Regions from separate parts of the Mus musculus genome. Here all the other regions are linked to region 3. A link is a contact called in public ChIA-PET and promoter capture Hi-C data. All regions are on one chromosome and are shown on one strand. The core of a region is the stretch at or near the end of the contact, and the rest is flanking DNA. Distances in the headings are between cores, read along the strand shown. Region 1 holds the start of Vps9d1 (VPS9 domain containing 1). Region 2 holds the start of Sult5a1 (sulfotransferase family 5A, member 1). Region 3 holds the start of Rnf166 (ring finger protein 166). Region 4 holds the start of Klhdc4 (kelch domain containing 4).

Region 1 (6,531 bases), core at 3,908-6,407, 780 kb before region 3:
CCAGCACGGCCTCCTGTCTTCAGGGCTACAGACCCCATAGTCCGAGTGTCACTTCTGAACATGTCCTAAGAAATCTAAAATCCCCAACTCCTCAATCTGCCCTATAGGAAGGCAAGCCACTCACTGAAACCAAACAAGCTAGCAACCCTCCTCCCTGTAAGCCGCTCTTTTGGAAGACCAGGACCCCAAACTCTAAAAGAGCTTATTTTTTTACAGCAGGGAGAGTGCGAAGGGTTAGAAGCAGATTCAGAAAGTGGCTGTATCACTCATCAACTGAGCACAGGCACACTCTTAGCCATTCCAAAGTTCACAGCAGGAAGAGGGGGTTTATGGCCTTCCCCTGAAACACGAATCACTGGCCTCTGGAAAGCAGCAAGCAGCCAGGCTAGCAAGCCCACAGTGTTCCCCACAGGCCTCCAGCTATCTTGATGGGGTAAGGCTACAGGCAGTCTAAGAGCCCAGCAATACAGCTGGCCCTCACAGGAGTTATGGGCAGGACAAAGGGGAAAACACCCCTGAGTGGTTCTCAGCCCAGAGCTGAGACCCACTGACCCCTTCCTTCCAAGGGAGGACTGTCCTCTCCTCACCCTACACAGAGCTTCTGCTCTTTCTTTCTCAACATTCCTACCCTATAGCGCCTGCATCTAGCATCCTCTCTCTGTTCTAGCGATGCTGGAGCTAGTACAAGACTAAGGCCTTTAAAGAAGCAGCACACTGTTAACAGCAAAGGACCAATACCGGGGCAGTGTAAATGAGGCAATTCGGACTGCTGTGGGTCAGAACAGAACAGTACTGCCCCTGCAGCATGCTTCATCACCAGAAAGCTAAGTCAGGAGCCAGGGACCTCAGAACAACCCTGATCACTCCTCTCCTCCCCACCTCTAAGAAGGAGAGATGGCAAACATGCCAACCAAGGGTAGCAGCTCTAGACAGGCTGAGTCTGGTCTGGAAGGAGAGAGTTTAGGCTATGAAACCCCCTCTTCTCTCACCCCTCAGAAAGGTCACTGAACTCGTCTTTTACCCGATCATCCGAGGTTGACGAGGGAACCTGCGTCTCACCCAGTTGCCCTGGGAAACAAAGAACAGGCTCTGGTTACCAACAGTGAGCACTTTCCTGTAAGGAGGCAATGCTGTCCCTCCCTGTCTAAGGACACACCTTCCTTACTGGGGCTGGGAGGCCTGTGGCCTCAACCTCCTCTGTTCTCACTCCTGCTCAGATTCAGGCCATTGTGAGAACGGCCCACTCTGCATAGTTTACAACATGTTAAAAGATACTGTATACAAACACTTTATACAGCCAGGCATTCTAAAGTCTGTGGCGTCACCCTAGGGCCTCGCCTAGAGCCCACCTATAGCTGAACCACAGGGGTACTTACACTTTTAATGTTTAAAAAAAATTTTTAAGCCAGGCGTGGTGGCGCATGCCTTTAATCTCAGCACTCGGGAGGCAGAGGCAGGCGAATTTCTGAGTTCGAGGCCAGCCTGGTCTACAAAGTGAGTTCCAAGACACCCACGACTATACAGAGAAATCCTGTCTCGGGAAAGAAAAAGAATTTATGTGTGTGACTATTTCTCCTATGCACATGCCTGGTGCTGGCAGAGGCCAGATGAGGCCTTGGATCATGAACTGGAGTTATGTGGTGATTACTCACCATGTGTGTCTTTTGCAAGGGCAGCAAGTGTTCTTAACTGCTGAGCCTTATCTTCAATCCCGCTTTTTTTTTTTTTTTTTTTTTTTTTGAGACAGGGTCTCTCTATGTACCCTTGGTTCTGTCCTGGAACTCTCTACGTAGACCTAGCTGACTGGTCTCAAACTCACAGAAGTTGGCCTGCCTGCCTTTGCCTCCCCAAGAGCTGGGGTTAAAGGTGTGCACCACTATGCTTGGTACCCGTCCAGAGTTTTTAAAGAGCCCCAGTGTGGACTGCAGGTGAAAACTGCAGTGCCCATAACTGGCCATGAAGCACACAGAGGCAAGAGGCAGGCAGGAGGCTGCTCCTAGCTCTCCCAACACGATGCTTAGGAACAGCTGCATCCAACCCACAGCATGTGTGGGTGGGGTCTGAGCTCCACAGAAGGGCCAGTCAGCAGAAGAGCTACCACACTGGCCTACACACTATGGTAAAGTAGCAGCCTCTTTGTCTGCCTCCATGTCCTGCGGACAATAACCCCATTCTTCTCTCTCCCTCAGTCCCCTCAGCCTACAGGAACAACCAGTCCCCTGTGGTCTAAGGACAGACTTAGAGGAAGACTGAATGCCAGATGAGCACCATTGCAGAAACTGGTGAATTAGAGGCCTACTGGTGAAGAGACAGAAAGTCAGACAGGCTGGTCGGGCCACCCTACACTTAGGTTCTAGGGGAAGGCACCGAGGGTGGATCCTCCTCTCCTGCCACCAGCTTCCTATGCTGTACCGTGCTCTACAGGCACACAGTACAGAATCCACTGTCTGCTGATGACAGCCTTGGTCAGAACACTGAGTCCTGTTCCAGCATAAGCCACAGGTGCTGCTTACCTGGGGCCTCACTGGGAGCCAAGTGTGGCTGCGTACAGGGGCCTAGCCCAGGTCCCACAGAGTCTCCATGTGAGTGCAGCAGGGCCACATCCACACTGGGGAGTGTCTTGGTCTCAGATCCAACTTGGGTTTCTCTGGCCTGGCAGAGCCGAGAGGCAGCTCCCGTGGGGTTGGACTCTGAGTTCTGGGCCAGCCGTGGTGACAGGTCCTTGCCCCACGCCCATTTCACTGCTAATGCACTGTCCAAAAAGAGAGCTCTGCAGCTGGAGGCTGTGTCCATGGTGAAGTCGTGGCCCTGGTCGCAGCCCCACACAGCCTGGATGATGCCGCAGTACTCAGAGGACAGTGTCCTCTGGAGGCTGGGCAGAGACCCACAGCTGACTGCATGCTCATGCACCCAGCCCACCAAGCCGTGCAGACACCGAGGGCTGGAGGCGATCAGGTCAGCTGAGGAGAATCAACAGAGATGTCAGGCTCACCGTGGCCAGCGCTAGGCCCTCCCTGGGACGCCCACCCTGGCACAGATAGCACTCACCCACACATGCTCCCTCCTCTGCCACTGTGGTAGGCTGAACACCAACCCTGCAAAGCATCAGTGGCCACAGTTTAGGAACCTCTCAAGGTCACAAACGTCTTCCACAGGGCCCCTCTGTCAGCTGCCCTGGTTCCCTCTCTCCTAAGTGATAGCTCTTCACCCTCAGATCTCTGCAAACATTGCCACCACAGCACCCCATTGTAACACCATGAGCTTTTGTATGCTAGCTTTTGTCCACCCCAAGTCACTGCCTTAAGTCAACACCTAGAACACAGGGTGACGAACCCCTAAAAGTCCCTAGAAATCCAACAAGGGCCTACTTTGTACAAGGCTTCCTCTGGCCAGCTGGGGAGACGTTGACTCTCTGTAAGAAGGTCCTGAGAAGGCTGTGGCACTGATAGAATTGGGTGTAGCAGTTCTTGCAGACAGACTGAGGCAGGGCTGGGTCCTGGTGCACAGCGACACCCAGCAGACGCTGGAAGTCCCTAATGAAGACACGCTCTCCTGGGGACAGTCTTTCTGAAGTCTCCCCAGGCACTCTGTCAGAGATGCTTCGGAGGCTCCGTGAGGAAAACTTCCCATGGCAGAGTCGACAATGCCCCATAGCGAGAGTCCGGCCTGCTCCTGCGCAGAGAAGCAAATGTGACATAAGCGAGGTACTCGCAGTGCAAGGGCCACTCTTCCCCCTGGCCTCCGAACACTGCAAGCAGAGAAGTGCCCGCACCAGGCTTCCTAAACACAAGAGTAGCGGGACTGGGACTCGGGAGCTGGCCTTCCTCACTGAACACTCAATATTCAAGGAACCCCAGATGCCTACAACGAAGATGAAACTTAACATCCCTATTCTGAAAATGTGTCCAAGCCGTGCCTCAAGAAACTAACTCACTGTTCATCCCTGTCCATCTATAGGTGCCCTGCCTGCAGCATGTGCATGATGCCACCCAACTGCCCCTAGTGGGAGTAAAGGACAGCTTACATAGGAAAGCCATTCTCAGATGACTGAAGAACACCACACTAATGTGATGCACATGGAGGCTGTTAACCTAACTAGCTGCTGCTTGTTCACAAACTCGCAGCCGCACAAGGAACAAGCAGTTAGTTCACTTAACTCAGTTCCCAACGCAGGTTAGGTTATAGGCCTGTTTTAACCATCAAGAAACTGGGGTTCAGAAAAAGTTAAGCAATTACCCTAAAAGTCCATAGCACGAAGAGCAAACTTGAAGCCACACCTGTGTGCCTTCAAATCTTACGCACTAAATAGCAGCGACACAGAGCTGTCTGGGCGGCAGAGGAAAGGGCCTCTATCGGCAGTTCTCCAGAGGGCCCGCGTTCTCCAGAACCAGGAGGCCTGGTTTGCTCTCATTATCACTAAGCTCGCACCGGGGCCCGAGGACGCCTGGAACCCACCAGCTTCGTCTGTACCGTCGTCGCCTGTGTCCCCGCAGGAGCGTGTCATCGAGCCCCAGCTGAGCTGAGCAGCCGCCCCGTCAGCGCTCGTTCCGCCGCTGCGAGAAGGGCGACCCCGAGTCCGACCGCTTCCACAGCCGCCGCCCGAACCCCCGCGCTGCCGAGCTATTCCGGGAGACAGGAAGCGGCCGAGGCGGTCCCGCTTCATGGTGGTAGGCGACACTCGCTCCCTGCTCCGCGCTGCTCGGTGTGGCTCGGCCCCCTGACTTCTTGCTAGAGCGGACTTAACTTGGCACACTCCGTGCCGTTCCGCTACTCTCCGCCGCGCTGCCCCGCTCCGCTCGGCTCCCCGAGATCGGAGCCGGAGGAAGCGAGGGCTGCAAGGAAGCGAGGAGCGGTCTGGGGAGCCACAGCGGCCGCGGCGGGGTCAGGAGCCCGGAGTTCTTCGGGTCTCTCGGAACTCGCGACAGGCCCTTAAAGGAGGGGCAGCCCGGAGGGTGAACGGCCGCGGACTGCCGCCCGGGCGGTGGCGCACAACAGAAACCCTTCAGAGCAGTAGCTCTCCCCGCCAGCCTTCCCGTCCGCGCTCGCAGCAAGTTGGCCGGAGGAGGTGACAAGAGCCACTGACCCCTCCGGTCCCCTAAACCCAAGTCTGCGCGGCGGGGCGGGGCGCGGCGGGGCGGGGCAAGGCCGGCGGAAGTGTGTCCGGGTCCCCTTCCGGCGGTGCGCAGCTCCTGCGCCTCCCTCAGCTCCGCGCTCCGCGTTCCGGTCTGGAGGCGTCCGCCCCGTCCCGCCCCTGCCGCCGCGGCCTCCCGCTCCCCGCCCCCGCCCAGCGCCATGGCCGCTGCGGCCGGGGACGGCGGGGCGAAGCCACTGCAGAGCGCCATGAAACTGGCCAACAAGGCCATCGAGCTAGACACCGGCAACCGGCCCCGGGTGAGGCTGGGAGGGTCGCGGAAGCAGCTCTGGGAGGCCCTTTGCCCCTGGTGGGTGGGCGAGGGCGGGCGTGTAGAGGGATTCGGCGCTCCCGATGCGCGCGGCGGCGGCGGCGGCTCTGGGACCGCGCCCGGAGACCCGGGGCCCGGAGGCTAAGGGCGCCGAGCTCTGCGGGGACCTGGAACAGCTCAGCTCGCACTGGGCCTAGATTTACCTGTGTGATGAGGCGGTGTGACATAAGGAGGAGGTTCTGTTTGCAAAGGACCTACATCCAAGATGTAGATGACAGATGTGTGTGTGTGTGTGTGTGTGTGTGTGTGTGTGTGTATTCTTGACAGAGTCTGTGTAGAGTTAATCTAGAAAAGACCCGACTGTTGGCTCATTCAGGATGCTGCTGCTGTCTGCAGTTGCCTTCAAAGGTCATTTGTAAAGAAACCCAGGCACAAAAGGGGTGTGGCCTGTCACTGAGAATAACTGCTAATTAAAAGGATGGCAACAAGGTAGAAAAGCCGGCTGGGCCACCCAGAGCTTCCATAGGACAGGACGAATCACTGGTTGTCCAGTGCCCCAACTTAGTTTTCTAGGGCACCCTCACAAGACCAGAATCCTACCTGAAACCCATTTTATCTGAAGTGCTGAGCTAATTAAAGTTGGGTAATTTTGACAACGAGTAAAACGAAACACATACAGACCAGAGTGCGTTCTGTCTTGAGCTGTCACAGAGCCCAGAGCAGAGGGGTCACACAGCTGAAACCTGCAGCTCGGTGCTCTGGGCTCCTTTGAGCAGAGGGAATTATTCTGGAGTCTGTAGAATGTTATTTCTTCACCTAAGCCAAAACTTGAGATTGACAGATGAGCCCTTATCCTCTCCTCAGATTTCAGGAAGTGCTTTTCATGAGACATGGAAAGACTGCTAGTCTTTGAGTTGCACAGGAAGAGAACTTTGTCACACAGAGTGGAAACCCTTATTGCTGCTCAGGCAGCTCTGTGGAGCCTCCTGACTGAAGCTCAGCTCCTTCATGTGGTGGATAGTAATGAGAGGAGAGGTGTGTCTGTCTGGGAACTCCTCAGCACAGTGTTGAAGGAAGGAATTCTTTGATTTTTTGTTCTGTTTGATATCTTTTTCCCTTCAAGTCTAGA
Region 2 (6,576 bases), core at 628-3,127, 680 kb before region 3:
CACATACATATTTGTACCATCTGGTGCAGTGACTTTGATGGCCAGAAGAGTGTCCTAGTCATAAAACCCCCTAGAATTGGAGTTATAGATGGTTGTGAGCCACCATGTGGGTACTGGGAACTGAATCCAAGTCCCCTGCAAGAGCAGGAAGTGCTGTTAATTGCTGAGCCATCTCTCTAATCTCCCACTGCTTTTGAGACAGGGTCTCCTGTAGCTCAGGCTGGCCTTAAAGTCAATGTATAGCTGATGACCTTAAATATTTGACTCTCCTCTACCTCCTGAATGCTGGGATTGTAGGCATATGTCACCATGTTTGTGCAATGGCACATATGCCACCATGTATGTGCATTGGCATGTATGCCACCTTGTATGTGCAATGGCGGAGACTGAATCCAGGGTTCCCGAACGCCAGGTAAGCACTCTTCCGACTGAGCCCCATCTTCAGCTCTTCTATATGAATCACACTTCAAGAAAGCTATCACAGCCGGGTGGTGGTGGCACACGCCTTTAATCCCAGCACTTGGGAAGCAGAGGCAGGCGGATTTCTGAGTTCGAGGACAGCCTGGTCTACAAAGTGAGTTCCAGGACAGCCTGTAGGACTATACAGAGAAACCCTGTCTTCAAAAAACAAAAAAACAAACAAACAAAAAAGAAATCTATCACAACTAGAAACAGCCCTGATGTCCGTAAACATACGGTGAGCAGGTGAACACTTACCTATTCAACACAACACAGCCGCGTGGAAGAACTGTCCATACACACAATGACATGGATGAATGTCGTAAGCAACACAAGGAGCAGGGAACAAACCCAGACACAAGGCTGTGCATCGTGTGGCCTTCAACAACAAGGGAAACAAGAGGTGATGACAGGCTTGAGTAACTTATCGGGGGAGGACACGGGTTTATGGTAAGAAGGAGGCCTGAACTGTTTTATATGTCCCAGTCGTGACTGTGGTAGTCACATGGTGTGTGAATTAGTGAAATCAATTTAGCTGAGCCTTTGGAGAACTTGGCTGTAGTCTCTGTGGGTTGCGTGTGCTGATTTCTCCCGGGCAAGGTCTGAGAAGAGGAATCAGGACCAGAGTTACACTTTAAAGGACAGCCAAGGACAAACAGACACCGGGTCAGTGTGTGCTCTGTGGGTGTGTGTTGATACACACACCGTTTCCTACCTATAAGACAAAGAGGATGAGGACCCTTGGGTACTCCCCTGCAGCAGAATGGATCAAAAACAAACCAGAAGCCCAAACCAACCAAACAGAAGAACACAAATCTCCTAAGCAAATGGAAGAAGTTTTGTTGTGTTGTATACAAATCCCCTGGACTCTGGTTGTAAGTGGCCCTGTAGGCAGAGAGACATTTTCATGCTGGCTGGCAGCTGCCTAATGAGAACATGAGACAAGGGAATCTGGTGGTTGGCAGCTGGAGGTGGCGGGAGATGGAAAAGTCTTCACGGATGTACTCTGTCAGAGCTGGTTGCTTTGTACTGTATCTTACCACAAATGTCAAAATTATATAAACTGCATGGTGGGTCCTAGGGTGGTAGAGAAAGCTGCCTTCTGTTGTCAGAATACAAGAAAGGGACGGTGCACTGCCTCTTCCTGGCCCCTTCCTGGCCCCTTCCTGGCCCTTCCTGGCCAGTGCTCCACAGGGGAGCATTGTTGAAACAGGAAAATTGTGTCATTCCCAGACACTGTTAAACTTATTTTTTGAGCACCTTAGTCTGCTTGAAAAATAGGTTTTGTCCCGAAGATTATCCGCTTATTGCTTGCCTATGGGGGCGCTCTTCCCAGCCCCTCCCCCAAATGGGTCTGGTTGGGGGCGGGGCACCCTGCAGTCTTCTGCCCCAGGGCCCTGCAACGCTAGGGTGGAGCCTCTTTGGAGGTGCCCAAGTAGAGCCTGAGCCACATTTCCTAGGTCTGGGCTGCGTGCGCACAGCCAGGTACCACTGGAAGAAGGACTTTGTGGTAAGTAGGGGATCCCGAGGAAACAGGGGAGGTGGGGCTTCTGTCGGAGGCTGCTCCAGGATTCAGTAGAAACATTCCTGTCAGCCCAGTCTGGGCAGCTGTAGAGCAAGACTGGAGGGGGGCTGTGGGTGGGAGCTGCTTGCTCTCTAGATGGGGCCTTTAGATACCGATCCCACTATGCTTTGGGGCCGAGACAAGCAGCTCTCAAGTCCGCAAGGATGTTCATGATCCATCACAACCACACACTTTCGAGGTGTAGCCCTGCATACAGATGGCCAAGAGCTGGTGGCTAGGGCAGAATTCTGCAAGCAACCAGCCACACTCTCAAGGCCAGACAGATGCCACTGTCATTCCAAGGCCATAGCACAGAGGTCTATATCCTCTGATGGGGTTGGGACCTTTCTTGGGCCAGACGACAGACAAGTCTGTCCAAGGTTCTAAGATGGTCCTGCAATGATGCCTGAGAGCAATAACAGTAGCCACTGGGTGTGGACCTATCTCAACACTTTCATGATGGAATGGCAGACTGGCCTGTATCTACTGGAAAGAGCTTGGGCCCTCGGTAACAGACTTCCTCACCTCCAGCCCTGTTCCGCACAGCACCAGCATGACTGAGCGCATGAACACCACTGAAATCTTCGATGGCGTCCGCTTCCCAGGATTCATACACACCCCAGAGTCCCTGAAAGCGGCTTGCTCCTTCCAGTTCCAGGACACAGACATCCTCTTGGTAACATTTCCCAAGTCAGGTGAGAGACAGACTGGGACAAGGAGCCTGGACAATCCAACACCAGGGCTTCCTGCCACCCATAGTGCCTCAGTCCCCTTCTCGGCACTGTAGACACCCGGGCCCTCTCTGTCACCTGTGACTGGTATAAGCTGTAGGGCTGCCTTTCTGGCTTGAGTCAGTACCAGCTGTATGAAGCCCCTCACTAGCCTCCTTGGCTGGTTGTTCCTCTTTCTAATAGCCTCAGAAGCACAGGGTATCCTGGGTACAAGCAGCCCCCCTCTCCCCCTGTACCTTGGTCAGGTTCACACAGACTTCTTGTAATCTCTCTGCACTTGCTTGAACGTGTTTCTGAGGCCATGGGAGGAATGCTGGGGGGGGGGGGGTGAAATGGGGTGTGTGCTGAGAATCTGGCTTTATTCTTAGGCGGGTGGTCCTTGGGGGACAAAGCTTTTCCTTGTCCTGAATCATGCTGGGGTGAATGGTGTACATCACCCCAGTGAAGTATGTTTATGTGGGGCACAGGAACTCCCTAATCCCATAAGACTGCCTGGTCTACTCTCCTCCAGTGTGCTCAGGGTAGCAGCATAGCTCTGCAGACCCTGCATAACCATCCTCCCCATCCTGAATCCGTCAGGATAGGCACATAGGGCATAGTTTGCTTTTGTCTCCTGGACATAGCCCAGCTAGGACACAATGCCACTGAGAGCAAGATCTGCTTCATGTGACTTGGCCACCAGGGCCACCTGGACTGTAGTGACTTAGGTAAGTCAGCAATTCAGCAGATAGGGCCAAGCAACCCTCCTATACTCCACATTCCTGACAGTCTTCCCCTCACACCAGACCCCCTTCCCCTCCACCCTGCATAGTTGTCCCAAGTTCCAGCCCTGCCCCACCCCCCTCCTACTCCCTGGATCCGATCCCTCCATTCACATCTTAACATATCTACCCAGGGGCCTGGTCTGTGGGCTGGGCTTCCCACCAGAAAGAATGCAGTGGGTGGGCTGGGATCTGTCAGACTGCGCCTCCAGCCTCAGTATATCTTAAAGGATAGGGCAGCAGAGCTATGGGATCCTGGATCCAGGCTGTCACTGTCCCTGTATGTGGGCAGGGGGTGGGGACCGATCATCCCACTATAAGTACGAGATCCCATCCTCGCAGAGCAGGCAGGTTCTGGCCTGTAGCGGAAAGATACCTTGCTGAATCTTATCACATGTCCCTGAACTGGGCCCAGGCGGGCTGGGCGGGAAGGGCCACGCCTGTTCTGAGGAACCTTTTCTGGTTTGCTTTTTCTTAGACTGGTTCTGTCTGGCCTAAAAATAAAAAGGTGATATAACCTTCCCCCTACTGGAAACCAGAGAAGCTAAGGGGGGGCCCTTGACCTTCCATTCCCATTGAGCTCTCTAGGATTTGCTATCTCTGAAGGTGACCCCAGAAAGTGTGGTTGCTTGAGGGGAGTAGACACCCGAACAACTCCCAGAGCACCCTCCTCTCTGGCCAGGGCCAAAGCTCCTTTTCAGATGTCTGAGGTAGAGAAATGGGTTGGGGCACAGCCCGGTAGAGTGTTTGCTTTGTGTAGGTGAGGAATAGGCCAGATTGGCTTTCTGGAAAGACCATCGCTAAGGCTTGAATGTTCTGGAACATTCCATTAGAAAGCGATAGTGAGATGAATGTGGTGGCTCACTCCTTTAGTCCTAGAAGTTTGGAGGCAGGGGCAGGCAGATCTCTATGAGTTCAAGGCCAGCCTGGTCTACAGAACTAGTTACAGTGTAGTCAGAGCTACACAGAGGTATCTTGGCTCAAAAAAACAAACAAACCAGAAAGTGGTACTTATTAGATGCCATGGTTTCCCCTCAGGGTGCTCACAACAGGGACTGCAGACATGCATGGGAAGCCACCAGGAGCTGGGTGAGAGGTCCATGTCAAATGCTCCTCTTACTTCTCTGGCCAGTGTCCTCACAGTTCATTGGCCATCCTTCCTGGGAAGGCTTCTGCAGATCTAAACCACACTTTGCCCTCTTTCTGCCTCATGTCCCTCCTCTGCCTGATGGGGTCACTGTAGCATCAAACACACCAAGGAGGCTCCAGACCATTCATACAGTGAGTGTCCATCTCAGACCAGGGCCCTCCAGGACTCTGCAGGAAGAGCGGCGGTAGGCTAAGGACACACAACCAAGCAGGAAGCTGGCATGCAGGACTCGGGTGTTCTCGGGTCAGCTCTTCCACAATGGATCCTCTCTTCCTCTCCGCCCTGCCCTCACATTCCTGCATCTGATGCCTTCCTGGCAGATGTAGGGCTGTCCTAGCCTCCTGTCTATCCCTGCCTGCCATCCCCTGAACAGCAGCCCCAACATGCTCATAATGTAATCCTCACGGTATGCGAGCGCATGGGGCAGAGGGGACTTTGCAGTCATGATGAGACTAAGGACCTTTAGATAGATCATCATGGATCAAGGAGCCCAGTGTCATCACAGTGTCCCTAGAGAACGGTGCGTAAGGCTCAGACATAAAAGGAGTTATGATGACAGGAGTGGGGACAGGTGAGAGACGTGGCAGTGCTGCGGTGAAGCTTTCGCCCTTGGATGAGATGGTTTGGAAGTAAGATGGTAGCCCCAAGAAGCTGGAAAGGTCGTGAGGAAACAGCATCTTCTGCAATACCACCCCTATTAGCGCTTTGATACCAGAGCTACAGGATGAGGCGCATTGGTGAAAGCCACTGGTTTGGTGGTTATCTGAACATTTATTTATTTATTTATTTGTGTGTGTGTGTGTGTGTGTGTGTGTGTGTGTGTGTGTGTGCGCTTCATTCTCAGAAGCCTACAGCTACCTTACTAAATGACATGTTGAGAAGACCAAATGAAATTAGCCTGAAAGAATTTCCAGATGTGATCTATATAACTTTCTCCCCCTAATACATATTAGAAAGAATATCATAGGCAAAAAAAAAAAAAAAAAAGGAAAAAAGTGGCTAGGACCAAGTCATCCCAGTAAACTGCCATAAATGTTTCTATCACTTCCACTCAGCACCCGGGCACACATTGTGACACAGTACGTGATGTACTGAGGTCAGGTGACAACTTTCAAGAGTCAGTTTTCTCCTTCTACCATGTAGTTCTCAGGGGAGTTTATCAGGCTTGGTGACAAACCTCTTTACCCATTGAATCATCTCACCCGTCTAACTGCTGTATGGGAGGAGACAGTGGTGGTGGTGGTGGTGGTGGTGGTGGTGGTGGTGGTGGTGGTGGTGGTGTCCAGGAAGATGCTTGACCACTGCCTCCATGTCCAGGACCACATCCTGGTCACACCACACCTAGCACCATACAGGTGCCCGCCACTCATGGTCTGGTGTAAATGGAGGCCTGAGCAGGCTACTGTGTGGACATCCAACTGCTGAGGACCAGGTCTTGCTTTAGCAGAGCACAAGGGGATGTGGGTGTCTCTCCTCCCGCCTCGCAGAAAACCTGCTTTTGCATCTACTCCTGTAGAAGCTGCGAATCCTTCCCAAGCTCCCAGAGGCTGACAGGAACTGCAGAATGGAGCAACACCTAGCCCTCAGGAACACCCGTACCTTCCTGCTCCAGTGGCCTCAGCCTACCTTTCTAAATGCAATGGATGACTAAAGTGTGCCTGCCCATAAGGCAGGAAGGTGGAAAGCCCTAGTGTTCCCTGGAAGCCACTCCTGCCCGGGTCCCTGTGATCCCAGAACTCTCTCTGGGGCCTTTTACATCCATGTCTCCTATCTCCTTGATAATGTTGTCTTTTTTTTTTTTTTCCAAGACAGGGTTTTTCTGTGTAGCCCTGGCTGTCCTGGAACTCACTCTGTAGACCAGGCTGGCCTCGAATTCAGAAATCTGCCTGCCTCTGCCTCCCAAGTGCTGGG
Region 3 (6,718 bases), core at 2,634-5,133:
GTTGTGCTTGAAGGGGCTTTGGAAACATGGGCACTGCTATTGGCCTTTTCAGAAGCCAGGTGGCAGGAGCTAAGGTCACAGAGAACCAGCTAGGTCTTCAAGGCCAGCCCTAGGGGAGGAAGGGCTGAAGGTGTCAGGTGAAGATTTGAGGCCCTGATGATACACTGGGGATTTCTGACTCTATGTGGAGAGGCTGCCCCCAACCAGCCCACGCCATCCTCCTCTGAAGGCCCACCTTGGTATCGATGGCTGGTGTGAAGACTGAGGGGACTCTAAACAGGTGGTTGTAGAAGGCCACTTCCTTCAGCGTGTGGTCCCGCATGGGCCTCACCAACACCACATCCCCGTGTCGCTCATCTGAGAAGCCCTAGGGAGCAGACACCATATGGAGCAAATCCCAGCAGTACGGGCTCCTACTGCCACCGCCATCTATGCTTGGGTCCCAGGCCTCTCCATTTGGAAGACCCCAGGATAACCCAAAGGTGCCTTCAAATGGAGGAGGCCAAAGAGTCAAAGGACAGCCTGGCCTCTAGACCCTGCATACCGTGTCCCAGGCGAGGAAGGCGCCTCTCCCCAGGGCCAGGTTGGTCATAAGCTTGATGGCCAGGCGGGTGCAGGTCTCCCCTGTCATTACCTTGCAATAGCCATGGACTCGGGCTATGTGCACAATCAGATGGGTCCTGGGATGGGGAGAATCATGGGAGCTGGAGCCGGAGCCCCTCCCACAAGCCAGGCAGGGCTGGCCTGAGGCAGTGTGCTCACCTCAGGGTCTGCAGAAGCTCCTCTTTGGCTGTCAGTGTCTTTATGGAGCTGAACAACCTAGACAAGGCCTCTGTCTGAGCAGCTGTGGGGTACCCGGCCGTGCCTGAGGGTTCCCGGCCGTGGGATGGATGCAGCCGAGCCTCTCCCTGAGCTGGGCTGGCACCGGCCTCAGCTCCCAGCACACGCTGCTGCTGCTGCTGCTGCTGCTGCAGGAAGCGGTCCACGGCAGCCTTGTAGGCCTCCTCTGTCCCTGCTGACTCCTGGGAAGTGCAGCATAGCACTGATGGGGGCAAGCTGAACACCTTGAAAGATGAAAGAAGGGACACTGAGTCCAAGGTCCATGGAGCCTGATGGGTATTCTCCCTCCAAGGCCACCACAGGACCCTTTACAGGGGCAGACCCACCTACCTCTTCTAAGGCAACCACATGCCATGGGAAACCAGTGTTCTCCAGGATCCGCTTCACCTCAGCCACCGTCTTCTGTCTGTCCTCCAAGCTCTGACCACAGGCTGCGCCCTCTGTGAAACCCAGGGGGACACATGTAGGTTTTACAGAGGAAGAGCCTGATGGGACAGGCTGGGGGGGGGGCATCAGTGTCACATACAAAAGTCCCACCAGGTCTGTTCTGTAAGAGCAGGACTGGCCTTTTCTTTGGGGTGCTTTCAGACAGGCTCCCCTTTTCTTTGGGGTGCTTTCAGACAGGCTCCCCTTTTCTTTGGGGTGCTTTCAGACAGGCTCCCCTTTTCTTTGGGGTGCTTTCAGACAGGCTCCCCTCACAGCTAAAGAAACTGGCTAGTCTTTCTGTCCCAAAGACAGCTCTAAGCTCACCTTCTTCAACCATGGGCCCTTCGATACAATTGGAAGGCACCTCTGTCCCCAGTCTGTCCCCTGGAAAGCCTGTGGGGCTCATGCATGGCTGGGGACTAGGAAGAGGAGTGACCACACATACCATCAACATAGATGACTCCTGGCACAAAGCGCAGCCGTTTCGCAGAATCCTGACTCAGGCCCTAGAAGGGAAGTGTCAGGACTCAGCTCTGGCCAAAAGCACTTCTCTGGAAGTATGCTCCAGTCAGTGGACCAAACTGCCTAGGCCTTCCTCCTCACAGGGGTGTGTGGGGCCAAGTCTTCCCTCCTGCATGAGGGCATGTCCTATCTGAATCAGAAACTTCAGAACTCTCCCCAACCCCCAGCCTGTCTCTGACACCTAAGCAACCTGAGACAGCGGCTGAGCCATGGGGAACGCTTTTACCATCTGCTGGGTTCCCCAGAATCCCCAGAAAGTGTTTTGAAATGTAAGAACTGAGGTGACAATACGTGGAGAGCAGGGGCGGAGTCTCCCATGAGAAGCGGTATCAGACACTGACGGCTTCACAGTGAGCTCTCACCTTCACATGTGTAGGTCTGGGGGACCAGCAGGTGACACAAAAGCCACTCAAGTACGACACAGGTCATTCACACTGGAGCAGCACCGCCACTGAGACCTCCCCTACCAAGACAGCCTCTACACTGGCCCCTCTAGCTGGTACCCTACAGTGAGAGAGCATGTAGTTCCCTGCTCTGCATGGGGTCCCTCAAGGAAACCCTGTATACCTCTGCAGGTTCAGACACTCTTAGCTTGAGTCCCGTTCCATCTGCCCCACTCCCTTCTACCTATGCTGCTTCTCCCGTTGTTTTTGGCAAATGCTTCTCTCTGCTCTTTGTCATGATTGGCCAATCTTTGAAACTGTGTCCTAACAAATAAAGCTCAATAGGGATGTAGCCTGGGACCCTGTGTAGGGCATGTGTCTGGACTGCACACCTGCTGAATATATATGGGACATCCTAAAGGTGTCCCAGTTGGGGTGGGGTGGGGTACTGTCTAGTGTTAACCAAAAACTTCCATAGTATAGGCTGAGGAAGGAGGCCCCTGCTAATTCAATCCAGAAGCTTACGCCCAGAAGATGGTGTAGATGTACCTCAAGCACTTGCCAGACCATGGAGCTGGACGAAGGGCCCCCAGACCAGGACAGGAGCACCTGGGGGTGGGAAGGGCAGCATCAGCACGGAGGCATGCATCCGCAATATGAGCATGTCTTGTCCACTTCTTGGACAGCCCCAGACACCAAGTCTACCCTCAATGTCCAGGGACAGTAGGCCAGCTGAAGAAACGAACATAAACGGAAGACAGCAGGGCTGACAGCCGAGCGCCCAGGCACCACACATCGTACCTTCTCCCCAGGAAAGATGACCCGGTTCTTCCCAAGCATGGCTCTGAATTTGTGAACGTAGAATGCCTTGAAACAAACCCTGTAACACAGAAGCAAAGGGAGGCTGGCTGCACCTGCGCAGGAGACTGTGGGATTTTGTTTGACAGGGTCATCTCTGCAGCCCAAGCTGGCCTCAGATCGGAGGTAATTCTCCTGTCATGGACTCTGAAGTGTTGAATTGACGGGTGTGCCTAGTTTAGATGACAAGGGTCGTCACCAGTGGTTCCCACCACTATTTACGGTTAGGGCTAAGCACTTACAAGTTACCGCGCCTTTACAAGAAAACAAGCAAGCCTGGAAAAGGGGCGTGCGGGGGTGGGGGTGGGGTGGGGTGGGGACGGCTGCCCAGATCTCACCTGCAGAAGGCATCTCCCGCTCGTATCACCACCACCGGCAGGCCTTCTGCGCACTTCACACATTTCTGCTCCCGGCTTTGAGAGAACAAGAACATATGTGGCAGAATTCTCGCACCATGGCGGGCTTGGGGGAGTCAGGGTCGCGCTTCCCGGCCCGAGCTGGCGGAGGAAGCGCCAGGCTCACGCGCCAGGGCCTAGGTTTAGTTCTAGCCGCCGACTCACAGCAGTCCCGGAATTCCGGTTGGTGGGGAACCGAAGGGGACTGTCCCCGGCCTGGTGGTAGAAGGTTCTTACCTTGGCCGCGGCACGGGCGGAGGCTCCCGCCGCGCCGGCCCCGCGTAATCCTCACCGGCCTGACACATGGAGGGGTGGGTCCCGACTGCGGAGTGGCGTGAGGAGCCGGCGCGCTGAGATGCCGGCGCGCTGAGATGCCGTCACCGCCGAGCGGGCGCTGTCGTGACGCAACCCGGGGAGGTGGGGCCTGGGCGGTGACGCCAGCGCGGCGCCGTCGCGGCAGTGACGCCGGGTCTGCCGGCCTGGATAGGGGGCGGCGGCGGCGGCCTGCCCCGGGGATGGCGATGTTCCGCAGCCTGGTGGCCTCGGCGCAGCAGCGGCAGCCGCCGGCTGGGCCCGCGGGCGGCGACAGCGGCCTGGAGGCGCAGTTCAGCTGTCCCATCTGCCTGGAGGTGTACCATCGGCCAGTGGCCATCGGCAGCTGCGGCCACACGTGAGAGCGCGCGCCGGGAGCCCGCGGGAGGGGGGTCCGGGCCGGGGTCGTGGCTGGCGGCCGAAAGGAGACGTGGGGAAAGCAGCCCCTGCCCGCCGGCCGCGCGCGCGCCCTGCACCCGCCCCGGCCCCGCGCGTTGCCAACGGCCGCCGGCTGCTTCGAGGGCGGTGGACGCGGCCGCTGCGCCGAGCGCGGGGGTCCGGGCTTGCAGAGATCGGGTGAGCGGGCCGTTGTAAATAAACGACTTGTGGCTTCTGCAACCCACTCTGTTCCACCCCATGTCTACTCGTGTTGACTGTCAAGGAAATGAGTTTCCCTAAAGTTAGGAGAGGGACGCGTTTGGAGCCTGGTGTTTTGTTTTGAAGGACTTGGCCTATTCTGAACAGGAAGCTTCCAGGTAGCGGGGCCTAAAGGGACCCAGACATCAAGCACTTCGTTAGGTGCCCAGCTGAGCCAAGACACCCCCCACCCCCAATCTAGCGGCTCCTCCTCCCGTGTTTCAGGAGCAGAAACTTGAGGATGTGACTCTGCGCGGGAGGGAGCGGTGCTCAGGGCCTTCACAACCCCAGCCTGGTTGGGAGGGAGCCAAGATAGAACGTCTGCTCCATGACCTCCCCACAGTACAGCTCTTGAGATTAGCCGATAGAGAACGGGCAGGAGGAGGACTTGTCAGCAGACAGCCCCTCTGCTTGGGGCAGGACAAGGTGCACCCAGATTGGTGGGAGGCATTTTGCAAACAGAGGCAGCTGATTTTGGAGGCTCTAATGCAGAGGGAACTGGAGCCGCTTGGGTAGGCGTGTGCCTGCGAGTCATACAGGGAGGTGGCAGAGACCTTGTCTCCATCCAGGGCTGCCTTGACTTTCCCTGCCCCCTGTGTCAGGCTGAACCGAAGACTGGATCCCTCTGGAGAGCTCTGCTAGGTTGTCTTGGAAGAGCACAGCTAGCTCCTGCTCAGCCTAATGCTCCTGTGATATTCTAGCAGGAAGCCTTGGATCAGGACCCATTTTTTTGTATGCACGCACAAGTGGGTGTTTTACGGTGTGTTCTGTGAAGTGTTGTCTTTTTTTTTTTTTTTTTTTTTTTACAATCCCTTCACTCGGTGCACACAGGCCACTGCTGCATTCTTCAGTTTGCTACTATTCACCAATCAGTATGTGTTGTCCTCTTAGAAAGGTAGAACACGGGATTGAAAAGCACCTTTAAACCTGTAAACCTGTTCCCATTGCTCCCTCTGCAGGCTTTTATCTGGACAGCGTCACCTTGGGAAGGTGGCCCTGCTTTCTTTGCCAGTTCCGTTTCCCCAGCTGTTCAGTCCTACCTTTAATTCGCAGTGTCTGTTGGGTGTAGCCCTTGTTTAAAATAAGTGTGAGGGTTAAGTTTTCACATCACCTTTTAAAATGTCACTGATCCCTCTGTCTTCACCTCCTGACCAGAAGCTGTTTCCTTCTTGAGGTTTTTTGTGAGTAGAACCCTCCCTACAGAGTTGCTGCACTGCTACCCGGACAAGAGAAGGAGAGGAAGTGGGGAGACTTTGTGGCTGCAGATACAGGCAGGAGGCCTGCCAGTGGCGCCACTGTGGAGGTGTGCTCCAGGAACTATCCCAAGGCCACTGTAGAGGTGTGCTCCAGGCTGTATCCCAAGGCCACAGAGGAGCAGTCTTGAGACTTCACAAAGCAACTTTGCCTGAGGGAACTGGCTGCCTTGAGGGTGGAAGAACACAGGAAGGGGCAATGCAATGGGTGTTCTCTCCCACATTCACGCCCTCAGTTGTGTCACATGGTGGAGAAGCTGCCCTACACCAGCCTCTGTAGATGCAGGCAGGAACTCTCTGTGGGAGAAGTGTGGTCTGGAAACTAGGCCAAGAGCCCCACGTTTCGTTCTACTTCCTCTTGGGGAGAGTCACCGCGTAGACTTGAGACCTCCTCGCCTTCTTAGAGAAGGAGTGCCTTCCTCTGGCCACGCCAGCATCTTTGAAGGCCTGCTCTTCTGGGACCATTTTCCTTTTTCCCAGTGTGGCCTTGCTCTCCCTGTGGGTTTCTCTGAGGTAGAATATAGGGCTGCATGGTTTGTTCATTCAGATCAGGCATGGTGGCTCCTACCTATAAATTGGTAGCACTCCTAGTATTTGGAAGACTGAGGTAAGACAGGAATGAGTTCAAAGCCTGGCACAGGCCACAAAGTGAAGTCTTTTTGTTAAAGTTTTTAGGGTTTTTATTTTTTGTTTTATGGGTGTTTTGCTTGCATGTATGTCTGTATCATGCATGCACCTCCCATGGAGGCCAGAAATGGCACTGGACCGCCTTGGGACTGTAGCTGCAGACAGTCGATAGCCACCATGTCTGCAGGAGCAACCAGGGCTCTTAACCAGTGAGTCACTGAGCCATCTCTCCAGCCTTGTGCCTCAAAAAGCTCAACAACTGTAGAAGCCATTGGTTCCCCTCATGCTCAGTCACACAACCTTTAGCGCCATCTAGAACATTCTCCACCCCAAAAAGCAGCCACTCCTTGCACAGTCCTGGCATCTGCTCACCAGTTCGCTCACTCTCGGGATTGGGCCGTGCTGCACATTTCCTATAAACGGAACTGGGATTCCAAGTCTGGGTGTGTGGTTGCTGGTGCCATCT
Region 4 (6,369 bases), core at 51-2,550, 650 kb after region 3:
CACAAACACAAACAGCGGCTTTTGGATGGTAAAAATACCCCCTGATTGGCTTTTCCTTTGGGAGTGAGATAGGGCTGTTAAGGGATGCACACCTGGGATAACTCTACAGATAGGTTCTAGCTGAGATGAGCTTTCTGAAGACAATTTCAATTTCATCTTTGAAAAGTATGGAATGAAGTTGGGCAGTGGCACACACCTTTAATCCCATCACTCGGAAGGCAGAGGCAGGCAGATCTCTGTGAGTTCGAGGCCAGCCTGCTTTACAGAGTGAGTTCCAGGGCAGCCAAAGCTACAGAGAGAAACCTTGTCTCCAAAAAGACATAAGAAAAATGATGGAACGCATCATGCATTTGCGTGCTATTCTTTCGCAGGGGCCATGCTAACAATCCCTGTATCATTCCAATGTTAGCATATCTGCTGCCAACGCGAGCACATTTCTTTTATCTGTTGACGTCCTGTTTGGGGTGAAAAGTTGATTCTGTGTATCTCTTCAGGAAAAAAAAAAAAAAAAAGAAAGAAAAGAAAGAAAGAAAGAAACCACACAACACCATTGTTTTCCTCAAAAGCAAGTTTTCTTCTTAAGAACTAGGTTTATGGAAAAACCTGGAACTGAATTGGGAGCTCCCGCCTCCTCAGAGCGTCAATGATTAGTGGTTGGCCCGATCCAAGGCAGTTTCTTTAAAGGCTGTGCTTTGGCAGCGTTCCCACCGAGAAAGAAGATTAGTTCCTCGTCTATGTGTTCCCTTTGCCAGTATTTTGCTTGCCCTTGTCCTTATTTTGCGCCATTCCTTGATTACAGCTCAAAGACGACACCCTCTAGGCAATGCACTCTGCTCTTTCAAAACCGCGGGTCCCTCTTCCACTGTACCATTTAGGTCAAACCCGGGAGCATATTTTCCTATTACGTATCTGCCAGACCGTAAATCAAGCACCGTCGGGAGTACAGATACCCATCACCAGCCCGGGTCTCCCAATGGAGGGACATGCTGGTCCAGTGAAGCATCGCCAGCAGAAGGGCAAAGGCACTGCGGGAGGGCCTGACAGGTCCTGGCACATTTTACATGGGATAGGGAAAGAGGGCTGCCTTAATTCATGTCAGGAATCCCTAAGTACGTGGAAATTCCTCTGTGGGATGAGGCGGTCAGCATCCCACATGCTCGCGTCTCGTTTAGAGTCACGCAGCTTGCTGGTGTGCCAGCGGAGCGGCTCCCTACTCACGCGGCCCGAGACGGACCCAAAGTACTGGTGGGATCGGCTGCTCCACGGAACACCAGAGCAAAGGACAGGAAGTGAGCCTCCTATAGCGCGCCGCTCGTTTCCGGCCCGGCAGAACATCATCATTCATTTGCCTCCGGTTGTCTCCCGGGCGCCGCTTCCGAATCGGCGCGATGGGCAAGAAGGGAAAGAAGGAGAAGAAGGGCCGCGGCGCGGAGAAGACGGCCGCCAAGATGGAGAAGAAGGTGTCCAAGCGCTCGCGGAAGGAGGAGGTGAGCGGGGCCCGGAGCGGCGTGCGATCGCGGGCGGGAGACCCGGAGGCGGGGTTGCGCCCGGTGTCCCTGGGTGGCTTCGGGCCTGCGCCGAGCCCGGTGCCCCCGGGCCTCTCCTCTCTCGGGTCCCTTTGCAGTCCCGAAACTCCTCGTTTATCCGGTCGCCCTCTCTTCCATGGAAGACCAGATCTGTCCTGTTCGGTTCCGCGTGCTTACCTTTCTGTGGGCAGAGTAAAGCAACGTGGTGGGGCTTAGTAGAGGAGAAGTGAAGCTGGGTGATTCCTGCTTGGTCCAGGTCTGCGTTCCGGGAGTAAAGCCGTAACGGTCCTGCGCCTGTCCCCACTCCCCAGCCCCCAGCCCTAAAAGGAGAGCAGATTTTCTTCCAGCAGCCTCAGGGAGTGAGCCACGAGTAGGAATTTGGGGGTTGTGTCTGTTGGTTTTCGAGACAGGGTTTCTCTGTCCTGGAAGTCACTCTGTTGACCAGGCTGGTCTTGAACTGAGAGAACTCCCGCTGCTTCTACCTCCCGAGTGGAGTGCTGGAATTAAAGGCGTGCCACCATCAGCAGGATTTAGTAACCAGACAAGTCACTGAAACTGCGGTGTTTCAGGACATTTGGTTGTGACCTTCACTCATATTCTTATAGGCATTGATTATCCCAGGACCTACAGGTGGATCTGTGCGGAAGTTCAAGCACCGTGCTTGCTGTTGTCTTAGGGCTTTCTGACCCAAGAAACTATGGAGGCAGCTTTGATGGCCACGTTTAGCTCAGTGGTCTGCCAGGCACAGGACTTCCTGGGCTCCCCTCCTCATAACCTTGGAAGAGGGAACCTCAATTGAGAATATACCTCCATAAGATTGGCCTGTGTGGAGCTGGAGAGATGGCTCAGCTGTTAAGAGCATATGTTGCTCTTCCAGAGGATCCAGGTTTTATTCTGTGGACCCATCTGGGAGCTCACAGGTCTCTGGCCTTTGTGGGCACCAGGCACACATTCTGGCAAGACGCCTACACATATGAAATAACGCATTTTTAAAAACCTGCTTCTAGGCAAATCTGTGGGGGTATTGTCTTGATTAGTGATTGGTATTGGAAGATCTAACCCATACCTGGGCAGGTGGCACTGGGTCGTTAAGAAAAAAGCTGAGCAAGCTACAGCAAACTAGCCAAGAAGCAGCTATCCGCCTTGGTCTCTGCTTCATCTCCTGCCCCTGGGGTTCCTGCTCTAACTTCCTTTCAGGATGGAATGTAAGCTGTAAGGTGAGATAAACCCTCTCCTTCCCGGTTGCTTTTGATCACAGCAATAGAAAGCAAACTTGGACACCCTAGTAAACTCAGGGGAGTGGGCACTGTGTGGGTGTGGGAAAGTTTGGTTTCAGTGCTGGCCAGCATGCTTGTTGCCTTAGTGTCCAGGTCTGTGGTGACAGCTGGGACGTAGGTAGGGGCTGTCGAGTGGTAGCCCGCAGGTTAGCACCGACCCTGTCATTCAGGCACTGGTCTAAAGGACTCAAGGCCTGTTCTCATGGAGCCCATATCTTAGCATGGGAATAGGAGCTGGAAACCAGTAAGCAAGAGGAATCCCAGGAATGGCTGTGTAGACAGCAAGGTAGGCTGTTGGCACAAACAGGTTGTCAGAGGGCAGTGTGGCCAGGTTGCAGTTCCCTTCATAGAAAACCCTTGATTGATTGGCAGGAGGTGCGCATGCGTCTACACCTACAGAAAGCTGCTTTGATTGATTGGCAGGAGGTGCGCATGCGTCTACACCTACAGAAAGCTGCTTTGATTGATTGGCAGGAGGTGCGCATGCGTCTACACCTACAGAAAGCTGCTTTGATTGATTGGCAGGAGGTGTGCACGCGTCTACACCTACAGAAAGCTGCTTTGATTGATTGGCAGGAGGTGTGCATGCGTCTACACCTACAGAAAGCTGCTTTGATTGATTGGCAGGAGGTGCGCATGCGTCTACACCTACAGAAAGCTGCTTTGATTGATTGGCAGGAGGTGTGCACGCGTCTACACCTACAGAAAGCTGCTTTGATTGATTGGCAGGAGGTGTGCACGCGTCTACACCTACAGAAAGCTGCTTTGATTGATTGGCAGGAGGTGTGCACGCGTCTACACCTACAGAAAGCTGCTTTGATTGATTGGCAGGAGGTGCGCACGCGTCTACACCTACAGAAAGCTGCTTTGATTGATTGGCAGGAGGTGCGCATGCGTCTACACCTACAGAAAGCTGCTTTGATTGATTGGCAGGAGGTGCGCATACGTCTACACCTACAGAAAGCTGCTTTGATTGATTGGCAGGAGGTGTGCATGCGTCTACACCTACAGAAAGCTGCTTTGATTGATTGGCAGGAGGTGCGCATGCGTCTACACCTACAGAAAGCTGCTTTGATTGATTGGCAGGAGGTGCGCATGCGTCTACACCTACAGAAAGCTGCTTTGATTGATTGGCAGGAGGTGCGCATGCGTCTACACCTACAGAAAGCTGCTTTGATTGATTGCCAGGAGGTGCGCATGCGTCTACACCTACAGAAAGCTGCTTTGATTGATTGGCAGGAGGGGTGCATGCGTCTACACCTACAGAAAGCTGCTTTGATTGATTGGCAGGAGGTGCGCATGCGTCTACACCTACAGAAAGCTGCTTTGATTGATTGGCAGGAGGTGCGCATGCGTCTACACCTACAGAAAGCTGCTTTGATTGATTGGCAGGAGGTGTGCATGCGTCTACACCTACAGAAAGCTGCTTTGATTGATTGGCAGGAGGTGCGCATGCGTCTACACCTACAGAAAGCTGCTTTGATTGATTGGCAGGAGGTGCGCATGCGTCTACACCTACAGAAAGCTGCTTTGATTGATTGGCAGGAGGTGCGCATGCGTCTACACCTACAGAAAGCTGCTTTGATTGATTGGCAGGAGGGGTGCATGCGTCTACACCTACAGAAAGCTGCTTTGATTGATTGGCAGGAGGGGTGCATGCGTCTACACCTACAGAAAGCTGCTTTGATTGATTGGCAGGAGGTGCGCATGCGTCTACACCTACAGAAAGCTGCTTTGATTGATTGGCAGGAGGTGTGCACGCGTCTACACCTACAGAAAGCTGCTTTGATTGATTGGCAGGAGGTGCGCATGCGTCTACACCTACAGAAAGCTGCTTTGATTGATTGGCAGGAGGTGTGCACGCGTCTACACCTACAGAAAGCTGCTTTGATTGATTGGCAGGAGGTGTGCACGCGTCTACACCTACAGAAAGCTGCTTTGATTGATTGGCAGGAGGTGCGCACGCGTCTACACCTACAGAAAGCTGCTTTGATTGATTGGCAGGAGGTGTGCATGCGTCTACACCTACAGAAAGCTGCTTTGATTGATTGGCAGGAGGTGTGCATGCGTCTACACCTACAGAAAGCTGCTTTGATTGATTGGCAGGAGGTGCGCATGCGTCTACACCTACAGAAAGCTGCTTTGATTGATTGGCAGGAGGTGCGCATGCGTCTACACCTACAGAAAGCTGCTTTGATTGATTGGCAGGAGGTGCGCATGCGTCTACACCTACAGAAAGCTGCTTTGATTGATTGGCAGGAGGTGTGCATGCGTCTACACCTACAGAAAGCTGCTTTGATTGATTGGCAGGAGGTGTGCATGCGTCTACACCTACAGAAAGCTGCTTTGATTGATTGGCAGGAGGTGTGCATGCGTCTACACCTACAGAAAGCTGCTTTGATTGATTGGCAGGAGGTGTGCATGCGTCTACACCTACAGAAAGCTGCTTTGATTGATTGGCAGGAGGTGCGCATGCGTCTACACCTACAGAAAGCTGCTTTGATTGATTGGCAGGAGGTGCGCATGCGTCTACACCTACAGAAAGCTGCTTTGATTGATTGGCAGGAGGTGCGCATGCGTCTACACCTACAGAAAGCTGCTTTGATTGATTGGCAGGAGGTGCGCATGCGTCTACACCTACAGAAAGCTGCTTTGATTGATTGGCAGGAGGTGCGCATGCGTCTACACCTACAGAAAGCTGCTTTGATTGATTGGCAGGAGGTGCGCATGCGTCTACACCTACAGAAAGCTGCTTTGATTGATTGGCAGGAGGTGCGCATGCGTCTACACCTACAGAAAGCTGCTTTGATTGATTGCCAGGAGGTGCGCATGCGTCTACACCTACAGAAAGCTGCTTTGATTGATTGGCAGGAGGGGTGCATGCGTCTACACCTACAGAAAGCTGCTTTGATTGATTGGCAGGAGGGGCGCATGCGTCTACACCTACAGAAAGCTGCTTTGATTGATTGGCAGGAGGTGCGCATGCGTCTACACCTACAGAAAGCTGCTTTGATTGATTGGCAGGAGGTGCGCATGCGTCTACACCTACAGAAAGCTGCTTTGATTGATTGGCAGGAGGTGCGCATGCGTCTACACCTACAGAAAGCTGCTTTGATTGATTGGCAGGAGGTGCGCATGCGTCTACACCTACAGAAAGCTGCTTTGATTGATTGGCAGGAGGTGCGCATGCGTCTACACCTACAGAAAGCTGCTTTGATTGATTGGCAGGAGGTGCGCATGCGTCTACACCTACAGAAAGCTGCTTTGATTGATTGGCAGGAGGTGTGCACGCGTCTACACCTACAGAAAGCTGCTTTGATTGATTGGCAGGAGGTGTGCATGCGTCTACACCTACAGAAAGCTGCTTTGATTGATTGGCAGGAGGTGCGCATGCGTCTACACCTACAGAAAGCTGCTTTGATTGATTGGCAGGAGGTGTGCACGCGTCTACACCTACAGAAAGCTGCTTTGATTGATTGGCAGGAGGTGTGCACGCGTCTACACCTACAGAAAGCTGCTTTGATTGATTGGCAGGAGGTGTGCACGCGTCTACACCTACAGAAAGC

The links. Promoter capture Hi-C pulls out the DNA fragments that hold promoters and counts their contacts. ChIA-PET counts read pairs in DNA pulled down with a chosen protein or histone mark.
Region 1: an RNA polymerase II ChIA-PET map of memory CD8 T cells shows a contact between it and region 3, with 35 read pairs. The contact joins the promoter of Vps9d1 here to the promoter of Rnf166 in region 3. A contact is called at or near these places in 2 of 39 promoter capture datasets (embryonic stem cells and neutrophils), 1 of 484 Hi-C or Micro-C datasets (the G1E-ER4 cell line), 7 of 115 datasets of contacts at active chromatin or transcription factors (T-cell acute lymphoblastic leukemia, astrocytes, bone marrow-derived macrophages and 4 more) and 2 of 9 other capture datasets (adipose tissue and pancreatic islet).
Region 2: a contact with region 3 is called in a promoter capture Hi-C map of liver, with 2.6 times the contacts expected there. The contact joins the promoter of Sult5a1 here to the promoter of Rnf166 in region 3. A contact is called at or near these places in 12 of 39 promoter capture datasets (the 3T3-L1 cell line, the C10 cell line, cranial neural crest and 8 more), 2 of 115 datasets of contacts at active chromatin or transcription factors (large pre-B cells and stem cell-derived neural progenitor cells) and 1 of 9 other capture datasets (liver).
Region 4: a contact with region 3 is called in an RNA polymerase II ChIA-PET map of memory CD8 T cells, with 6 read pairs. The contact joins the promoter of Klhdc4 here to the promoter of Rnf166 in region 3.

What each region holds. Positions count from the first base shown.
Region 1 is chr8:123,252,848-123,259,378 of GRCm38.p6, reverse strand. It overlaps Vps9d1 (VPS9 domain containing 1), which reads left to right and starts at 5,157. Exons shown (of 15, transcript NM_028200.2): 1 at 5,157-5,391. The coding sequence starts at 5,293. Zfp276 (zinc finger protein (C2H2 type) 276) reads right to left here and starts at 5,184. Exons shown (of 11, transcript NM_020497.2): 1 at 4,456-5,184; 2 at 3,369-3,672; 3 at 3,049-3,095; 4 at 2,514-2,960; 5 at 990-1,068. The coding sequence starts at 4,663.
Region 2 is chr8:123,153,581-123,160,156 of GRCm38.p6, reverse strand. It overlaps Sult5a1 (sulfotransferase family 5A, member 1), which reads left to right and starts at 1,877. Exons shown (of 7, transcript NM_020564.3): 1 at 1,877-1,969; 2 at 2,570-2,718. The coding sequence starts at 2,577.
Region 3 is chr8:122,473,239-122,479,956 of GRCm38.p6, reverse strand. Rnf166 (ring finger protein 166) reads left to right here and starts at 3,883. Exons shown (of 6, transcript NM_001033142.3): 1 at 3,883-4,094. The coding sequence starts at 3,940. Ctu2 (cytosolic thiouridylase subunit 2) reads right to left here and starts at 3,814. Exons shown (of 15, transcript NM_153775.2): 1 at 3,662-3,814; 2 at 3,368-3,442; 3 at 2,973-3,051; 4 at 2,721-2,780; 5 at 1,712-1,772; 6 at 1,171-1,280; 7 at 763-1,064; 8 at 545-680; 9 at 236-367. The coding sequence starts at 3,729.
Region 4 is chr8:121,824,500-121,830,868 of GRCm38.p6, reverse strand. It overlaps Klhdc4 (kelch domain containing 4), which reads left to right and starts at 1,300. Exons shown (of 12, transcript NM_145605.2): 1 at 1,300-1,487. The coding sequence starts at 1,389. Gm24283 (a small nuclear RNA gene) reads right to left here and starts at 433; the gene lies at 327-433.